Linked DNA regions of Mus musculus: region 1 is linked to region 2. Evidence: chromatin contacts called from public HiChIP or PLAC-seq data. All regions are on one chromosome and are shown on one strand. Each heading gives the region's core, a stretch centred on a gene start, on an enhancer-like site or on the middle of the called end of the contact. The rest is flanking DNA. Distances are from core to core; before and after follow the strand shown. Region 1 has its middle 120 kb from the start of Mylk4. Region 2 overlaps Gm40876 (a long non-coding RNA gene).

The links. HiChIP or PLAC-seq counts read pairs in DNA pulled down with a chosen protein or histone mark.
Region 1: a contact with region 2 is called in an SMC1A HiChIP or PLAC-seq map of large pre-B cells, with 2.6 times the contacts expected there. The contact joins two enhancer-like sites. A contact is called at or near these places in 1 of 15 datasets of contacts at CTCF or cohesin (large pre-B cells), 4 of 484 Hi-C or Micro-C datasets (the AML12 cell line, bone marrow-derived macrophages, brown adipocytes and 1 more), 1 of 115 datasets of contacts at active chromatin or transcription factors (embryonic stem cells) and 1 of 9 other capture datasets (embryonic stem cells).

The regions. Positions count from the first base shown.
Region 1 is chr13:32,657,298-32,662,205 of GRCm38.p6, forward strand. No RefSeq gene overlaps it. Among named protein-coding and RNA genes, the nearest start is that of Mylk4, 120 kb to the right of the region's middle. Within about 2 kb of position 3,279, at least 89 of the 459 cell types and tissues checked have an H3K27ac peak or open chromatin away from gene starts, as enhancers often do.
Region 2 is chr13:32,472,045-32,476,508 of GRCm38.p6, forward strand. The region is part of intron 1 of Gm40876 (a long non-coding RNA gene); the gene reads left to right. Among named protein-coding and RNA genes, the nearest start is that of Gm40876, 8.8 kb to the left of the region's middle. Within about 2 kb of position 2,732, at least 3 of the 459 cell types and tissues checked have an H3K27ac peak or open chromatin away from gene starts, as enhancers often do.

The sequences.
Region 1 (4,908 bases), core at 2,029-4,528, 190 kb after region 2:
ATTATTTCTTTTGTATTTGTATGAATGCATGTGCTAGTATGTGCGCATGTTTATTCACGTGTGTGTGAGTATGCATACGTGAGTGTATATTTGTGAATATGTGTATGTGTGTAGGAGGGTATGTGCATATAGGCTATAAGTTAACATTGGATATTGCTCCTCAGAATCTATCCACCTTGACTTTTCAAGACAGGGTCCCCAAGAGTATCTGAAGCATACTGATTAGAGTGAGAAAGTTATCGAGAGAACCCCAGTGATCTATCGCCCTGCCTGGCCTGGGATCACACTCATACAGTGCCAGGCTCAGCACTTTTCCTGTGGGTGTTTGGGTTTGAACTCAGATTTTCATGTCTTTTATGGCAAACACTAAACAGACTGAGCCATCTCTCCATCCCCTGAAATATTGGCTCTATAGATACTCTGAGTGCTGAGCTTCAGACATCCACGCTCATTCATATCACACGCTGTCATATGTAGGAGAAGTCTGTCATAATAAAGAGCTTCTCACACACCACAGACAATAACACTGGATTCTGGCAGGGATGCTGTGGGTGGAATCTACATTTAGTTGGCAAGGATTTTCTTTCTTGGCTTTTTTTTCCAATAGTGTTAGGATATATATATATATATATATAATTGTGTTAGGATAGCTTTAAAAATTGCTGTTTGAATTGCTGAGTTTCTATAAAAAAACGATGATTTTGGCATGAGATTAAGACAAAACCTTCAACAATTTAAAAGTGGCCCTATATTTACTTCTGCTATCTCATACTATGTTTTTATTCAAAGAGCTTTCTCAGTATTGACAATTGCAAAATCAAAATATTGATCAACTTTGGAAAAAGCTGAAGATGATCTGTGTCCTGTAATATCAATTATCAGCCAAGATTTAATTCTTTTTGTGGCTATAAATAAGCAATCTACCTCATTAGTATACAAATTGACTTTAATCTTTAAGTGTATAAAATTATGTGTATACCCCAAACTATTATTATTATTATTATTATTATTATTATTATTATTATTATTATTTATAGTAGTGCTATTAGGGGGCCCATGCTTAGGGAGATCAGAGGCCAACTTTGTGCAGTCAGTTCTGGGAGCTGAATTTGTCAAATAATCATTAGATCTGTATGACAAATACTTTTAGGCATTAAATCATTTTGACAACCCCAAATAACTACTTTAAATATTTTTTATGATTTACTACCAGTTAAAGTTTGGTTTATGTACCTATTTTATATACTTATATGTAAAAAACCTGTAAATGTATAAATTTTGTATGTATGTACCTATTTTATATACTTATATGTAAAATATCTGCAAATGTATAAATTTTGCATATGTAAAAAGTTTCTGAGTGTTCAAGCTGGAGTTTTCGTTTCATTTTGCTCTGATTTTCTGTGCTGAGGCCTGAGCCCAGAGTTACACTGTGCTAAGAAGTCATCTGTCCCTGAGCTACATGTCCAGTCCTCTACTGTGTTTAATATAGACCCCAGACGTTATCTCTAGAAATGATGTTTCAGAAATAATTTTAAAATGTAATTAAAATTCTTCGTCTGAAAAGACACCTTTGGATTTATTTTATAGTATATTTTATTTTAATCACAGAAATGTCCCTAGTTACTTTTCTGCTGCTGTGATGAGATACCACAACCAAGAGCACTTATTAAAGAAATCATTTAACTGGGGCCTTGCTTATAGCTTCAGAGGGTGAGTGTGTACCTATCACAGTAGGGAACATGGCAGCAAGCAAGCAGGAAGAGCACAGGAGGAGGAGCTGAGCATTTACAGCTGATCCATAAGCGCTTGGCAGAGAAAGAGAAAGAGAGAGAGAGAGAGAGAGAGAGAGAGAGAGAGAGAGAGAGAGAGAGAGAGAGAGATGGAGACTGGGCGTGGCACTTCCTTTTTAAAGCCTCTAAGCCCACCCCCACTAACACACCTCCTCCAATAAGACCACATCTCCTAATCTGTCCTAACTAATCCACCAACTGGAAACCAAGTATTGAAATATATGAGGTCATGGGGATCATTATCGCTCAACTATCACAAAATTACGATCAAGTCTTTTTCTTACAAGAAAATACTTGAGAATGGGCAAAGTCTCTGTCAATTCCTTGGTTTTTGCCTCTGTATAAGAGGCAGTAGGCATATGATGGCTTGGCAGATTGACAGCATTTTCTGCCAAACCTGATGACCCGATTTCAATCCCTGCTGTCCACCCAGTGGAAGGAGAGAACTGATTCCAAGTTGTTCTCTGACTCCTAAAAGTGTTTGCATGTGTGCACACACACATACACACGCGCACACACACACACACACACACACACACACACACATGTTAAAAAGTTTTTAAATGTCTAAAGTCTCCTCATTCCCACCCTGCGTTCACTGAGCATTGTGTTTCAGAGAACTACAGAAAGCTCTTCGTTGTGGCTGAAGCTTGTCTCCCTTCAGACTGTGCAGCAAATAAACTTGGACATCAGACTCTTGATGTTTTAGGGTATCTGTAAGAAATGATTTCATAGGATGCTTCTTACTGATGCTTAGAAACTAAAGGTTCTGGGAAAAAGAAATGTGTGTATGCTGTGTGGTAGGGGTGTGTGTGTGTGTGTGTGTGTGTGTGTGTGTGTGTGTATGAGGGGTGTGTATGTATGAGAGAGAAAGAGAGACAAAGACAGAGAGAACTCACCAGTTCATAAACTCTGACAACCACTCTGCTGCTCTTTAAAACCCTCTGGGCAGATCTAGAGTTATTTGTGCTGCTTGTACACACTTCCTGTAATGATATAACAGTATTATTGCATACCCTTCTATAACTCTGTGTGTATTGAGTGAGATGCTATTTTGACCTGCACACACACAGAAAAAAAGAGCATTTTTACTTAAGAAAAATTGGAACACATCAGCTTTGTGCTGCATGCCCTTAACTTTCATGAAGCAGACTTGCCATTGGGAGCCACTGGGATTTAACCACACCAGTGTGGTTTCCCTTCGGTAGCTAAGATGCCTGGGACTGGGGAGTTGGTTTTACACTAATAGACTCCAGCTGAGTTAGGTGGAAGGCTGTTCCACAACAAAACCCTATCCAGAGACAAAACGGCAGTCTGTCCTCAAGAGTAGTTAGGGTATAGGTCAGTAAGTGTGGTAAAGCCGCCCTTCCGTGAAAGATCTGGAAGGAAGACAAGTGGTAATCTGCCCCGACTTGCTATTTTCTGCCTAGAGTGGCTGGGGCCCAGAAGGCTCAGGTGACTGACTGGAGCCACACTGTAGTTAGTGGCAGAGCCAGGATGTGCCTGGGACCAGTGACTCATGTCAGAGTTTCCTGGGCTCTGAATTCAGCAGAGGAAATGCTTTGTTTTCAAAGCTAAGTTCCTTTCCTTCTAAACTTCACTTCCTGCATCTAAAAGGGAAAAAATAACACTTTTTAGAGAACATGGTCAAAACAACAACAATAAAATGTGGTGATGTAAACACCACATCACTGAAGAACTGTCAATGGTGTCAGGACAGTAATGGGAATTGAGAAGGAGTATTTTTTTAAATGTAGAGAACATTCCAAATGAAAGTTAATGTTTGCATATACAGTACTGGGCTTTCTCAAGTTCATATCTAATGGCTAGGCCCTCTCCATCCTTGTCCCACTCCCTAACCACTGCTCTCCAAGCCCGCATCCCCATTTTCCTGTCAGATCATAGGCACAAGCATGCCAAAAGTATCATACTCACAAAAATGTGCCACGATTTCAGTCCCCTCCCCCAACACACATTACACGTACAGCTGTCGCTTTGTGTTTTTAAGGAATCAGGGAATTGCTTCAGCATTCAAAATATCCAGATGTGCTCATCCCAAACAAAAACTGCAACAGTGTCTGCATATAATCCTCTGTATATTCCTATATCTTTTCAATCATCTCTGGATGACTTGTAATAACTAACACATTGCGAGTACTGTGTGAGTACTTCTACCTCATTGTGTAAGGAAAGGTCTGTACATGTTCAACATGGATGCAGTGTCTGGCTGGGGAATATTTTCCATTCACATTGGTGCAGACCTAGAGATGTGAAGGACCGGCTATTCTCCACCATTCTTCGTTGATCCATCCTACTATACCTGTTGAATATCAGTCCAAGCATTATCTCCTGGGCACATCCTTCCATGACCTAGAGGCAGAATTTATAAATCCCTGCTGTGTTGCTTTGTTGCACCCATGGTGACTTCCACTATAGCATTTGGAGCCTTTGATTACTGTTATTTGATTACCAATGTTCATCTTTCCTTATTTGATACAAGGATGGGATCAACGCATGTCTGATTAAAACAAAACAAACAAAACAAAACAAAATAAAACAAAACAAAACAAAACAAAAAAAAAAACAAATGCGTAAAGGTCTCTGGCTTTAGCTTGGGGCAGAACGGTTGTACACAGAAATACCTGTTAAACAAGCAGCCCTTGCAAAGGACAAGGTTCAATTTGAGGACCCTTGACATTTAAAAAGTATTGTACTCTGTTCAATCCTGGAGCATGTGAGCAGTCGAGGAGTTTAAAGGTAACCAAGGACACTGCCACCTCAGGCATTTTAAACTGCAACTGAAATCCTAAGGTGAGTCTGAGGACATCTCATGCTTTGTTCTTTCCAGATTGTTCATATCACTGTGTATCTCATGCAGCAAAAAAAAAAAAAAAAAAAAAAAAGTGCCAGTAACAGAACCTGGGAGCAAAATGGTCTATCAAGGTGTAGGGGGACTACGCCTGTCGTATGGTGGAGTTTGCTAGACTCCCACAGTGAACTGAAGACTGACCCATGCTTAGGGAATTCCTTGGCTCCATTTGAAGGCATGCAAAGTAATATTTCTTAGACACCATCAGTAAGAGGCTAAGTGGTTGTTAAGTCCATAGACTCTGAT
Region 2 (4,464 bases), core at 1,482-3,981:
ACATAAGCATCTACTTCAGACTATAAATTTGCCTTTTGGTTTGATGGAACAGAATTAATAGGATTCTCATTAACACTAAGCATCTTTAAGATCTGGGCCATTGCTCACAATTTCAGTCATCAATGTAAAAACAGTATACACCTGAAAGAGTGGAAGAAAGAGAGAGACTGGCCTGATATAGCTATTGTACAAGCCCTAAGCCCCATAAAAAACTAAACAGCACGAGTTTGTGACAGCCGTGGGTATCATTTTCCTTAGTAGCATTTGGCAGGTTGAGGAAGTGTAAGCAGAGAAAAAGTGGTCAGAACTGGGATTAACATAGTAGAGGAGAGCAAAGCCATATGGCAAGAGGTTGTTGACCATTGACCAGAATGCTCAGAACACAGCAGGGACTGGTGTGGCTGGATGTGGGTGAGCATGGAAGTTGTTTATACATGACAACTTCAAAGGGAGGCTTCTGAAAGTCAGACAGTAGAATCTCATCTTACAAGGATATAATGAGGTAAGAATCAGTATTGCCAATAAAAGTTTCTTAAAGGACAAAGGTATGGAGTTGCCTAGTGGAGGCTAACACTGTCCCTCTAGAGGCCACATGTTGAGTCTGGGTTTAAAAAACTCATTATTCTGGTTCTCCTCCTCCCTCCTTTAAAATCAGTTTGTTTATGTTTAGCTGTTAGGAATTGAAGACAGAGTTCTGAAGCAAAAAACAAATTTGGGAACTACGGCCCTGAAGTCTGCCTGTCTGCTGTGCTCCGGGGGATGGATTAGCTGCAGGGCTTCTTCACAGAGCAGCTTACTATCTATCTAGCCTTCTGGCCAGAGGGCCAGAGTCCACTTCCCTAACTGTGACATCCCAGAGTCTGCATTTTGACAAACACACACAGAAAAGTAGTATTTGGAGAGCAGTTCCAAGCCAAAAGAGACAAAGACCCCCTGCCTTTCCAACCCATCTTCCAGAGAAAGAAGACAGGTAATTAACAAAGAAAGGAATCGCTTATGGTCTGTTAGATGGTGGGGAGGGTTGTGAGGAAGGAGAAATAGACCAAGGCATGAGTGGTAGGCTCATGGCCCACACGGGCTGCACTATAAAAGTGAGAGGCCAGCATATGCTTTGGTGCTTAGAGCCAAGTGGTGAGTTTTGGAAGCAGAGCCAACAGACTCCCTAGTGGAGGATGAAAGAAAGATGCAAACAATGCTAAAGACGGACACTATCAATGGAGGCAGCAAGCTGATATTGGGAGAGGAAAGCTTAGGCCTCTGGTTTTAGAAACGGGAGTTGAGATGCTCATTAGACATCTATGGGGTCTGTGGGATTAGTTGCTGAGGGGCAGGTTGGAGATCCAGGGTACAAATACAGATCTGAGGGAAAGCATGTGAAAGGACAGAGCTGTGACCTTGGGGAACTCCATATGAGGTCAGAGAGTAGAGACAGGAATGGGAGGGAGGGGAAGCAGGACAGAGAAGGTGGAGGGGAAGGGGATGCAAGGGAAATGCAAGGGAAGAAAATAAAGCAAGGAGAAAAGAGCAGTGGGTGATGGATGGAGCTGCTTATAATCAGAAGACCGAAAATCGCCCATTGAATTTAGCCATCTGCAGGGCAACATTGAGTAGAGCAGTTCTGGCAGGGTGGCAGAGGACAAAGAGAACCAGGGTTGGGCCAGATCAATAAAGGGAAAGTGGAAGTCAGAAGCAAGTGTTCAAGAATAAGGTTAATTCTTCAGAAACTAGACCTCGGACGTGTGACTGAGAGCCATAATAGCTTCACATACAAAATTATTTACTCATCGTCTACTCTTTAGCAGACGGTGTGCTTGCCTTTGGCGGAATGTTGATGTGTTTGGACCTACACCTTCTATTTGTAGCCAAGCAGTGAACAGTGAGTGGTCTATGGACTGTCTGAAATTCCAGGTGCACAGAGAAGGAGGATGGGGCTGGCAGTGGAGACGTGTGTGGAGTTTTATTTGGTGGGTAAACACTCCATAGACTTCTGTAACCCTTCTTTGCAAGCTTAATTGTACAGGTTTATGCAAAGCTCCGAGTCATTGTGACCCTGACACATTCGAATAGATTTACCAAGGCAAAGAAATGAGCACCTTAAAATTCAGCAGTGTTCAGTAAGAAAATACAACCACACTGATTAACATTTAATCCCATTATGGTTCCCAGGAGAACCCAGCAGGAATGGTGTCCCTGGAGCTGGGAGCAGTGTCTTTGAGCCCTCATGTAATTTCTGGACTGTGAGAGAGGAGAGCTTCAGAAAGCTGGCCCCTAACACCAGCAAGCCACCCGTCTACTCTGTCTGCTCTAGTGTTACTACTCAGAGTCTTCTGCTACAGGGGCAGTGTTTTTGTTTCCCAGAATGCATTTTTCAGGCCATTTTCTTCTGAAGTCCTGATATGTTATCAATGTGTGACTGCGGGGTAAATGAATGTGCTGTTGTGTTTAGCTAGCAATGAATGAGAAGAGTTGGGTGTTGAGAGACACCTGCATCTGTTCTCTCCAGGGACAGACCCCAGCCCACATGGCCTAACCTCTCTCTGTGCTCTCTTGTTTTCTTTCAACGTGTCCTCTATTTCTTACCCACATCTGCCAAGCCACCAAGGATGAATGACCCTGAATTCATCAGTACCCCATTGGGTAAATTATTTTCTCTAATTACTTTGTATCAACATTTTAAGCTAAATATTCAGGGGCTTACTTCCCCCCTTGGGAAGGTTTCCAAGGAGGCCGAACAGACTTAGAAAAACACCTATAAATCCCTCTGGATCAGTGCCGTGCCCCAGGGTGCTGGGCTGGGCAGGTGTGAGAACAGCAAGATGGGATGAAGGAAAAGGCTTGGATCCAAACCAGAAGTCACATTGTATGTAGTTCCTTTTATTCTTTCTTTCAGGTACATTTCACATCTTTTCTCACAAACCCAGGCCAAACTTGTGGTCAGAGTCTGTTCCTGAAAGAGAAAGGATGGAGTCAGGCAAGCATCAGCTAATGTCAATCCATGGTGTCTGTGCCCAGAGGAGGAGACGGGCACCTCAGCCTTTCCTCATATTCCACCAGCATTTACTTCCAGCCAGTGAAAACTGGAGCAGCTATCACAAGCAAAACAGAACCTGATGTCTTGATTGTCATGTTCCTCCTGGGGGCATTTGCTAACGGCCTGGCTTGGATGTGTTTTTGTGTGTGTGAAAGTCGTGGTATTAACCCAGATGTCCTTCTAGGGCGAGAATATGAATCCCTTCCCTTCCCTGGTCTGCTCCATCTTCCTGCTGGTCATCCTGAGACTTTGAAAAGGAATTCTTCGTATTTGTGCTTTTCATTACAGGGGCTGGGTAGGGTATTTGTTGAGTGTGTGTGCGTGCATTTGTGTGTGTGCATGTGTGTGTGTGTGTTGACTATTTTACCCCATTTGATAGTTTTGGTGGTCAAACTCAGGGTATAGTAGATGCTAGGTCTGTGTTCCTCTACTAACCTATATTCCACGCCATTGTATTTTGATTTATTTAAAATTGGACCTATTTATTTTGAAATTTTGATACTATATTCAAGAAGCAATCTAAAAAACATTTGAAGGTGATACTACAAGACACAACTGGACATCACCATATCTTTCTCCAAGAGTAATGTTGGAAAGTTGTTTACAATATTAAGGGCAATTATACCTATTAGATATGTAGTCAACTGGCCAGGGTTTGTTGAGACTAAAAGATCCAAGATAGAATTAGGACTTCCCTTTCTGATCTTGCATTTCCACAATGAGTTCTATCTCTGCTAAAAAAACAAAAAACAACAAAACCCAAAAAACAACAAAAAACAAAAAACCAAAAGGAACAGAGTGGTAATAGCAACATTGTTCTTCATAGCCACACTCTATCTACAAAAGACAGGGTACAAACAGTGACACTCAGTACACAGCAATGTGAAGGATGTGGTATGATAAATGTTGAGTGAAAGTTAATATCTAAAAAGGCTATAGATTCTATGATTCCATGTACGTAAATTTAAAACCAGAAAAACCCAATCTACCATGATTGCCTAGTTCTGCCCTCCCCTGGCTCAGTAGCATTGAGCTCAAATTCATCTCTCCCACTAATTTCCATTCTCACTTGGAGTACTGCATACAGCCATGCTAGCTGTACATCACCATCTGGATGTCTTTCAGATGGCTCAAAAATGTAATATCTCTAGTCATATTGGGTAAGAAGGATCAGGGCAGGCATGTGGGGTCCTAGAAATGTATTTGTCCAGACCTGGGTGAACCTCTGAAAATGAACAAATATGAAAAACTAGATTTGCATGGTGCATTTTGCTACTTTCCTTTCCCAGTAGCTTAAAGGAAAAAGAAGAACAATACAGAATTGTGACCTAGAGGAGCTCATATCCAGTAAGAAAGGAAACTGTTCGAAGAAAATATTTCCTTCAGTGTGGTAGATGCTCCCTTAAAGATAAACTATACCACGCGGGGTTCAA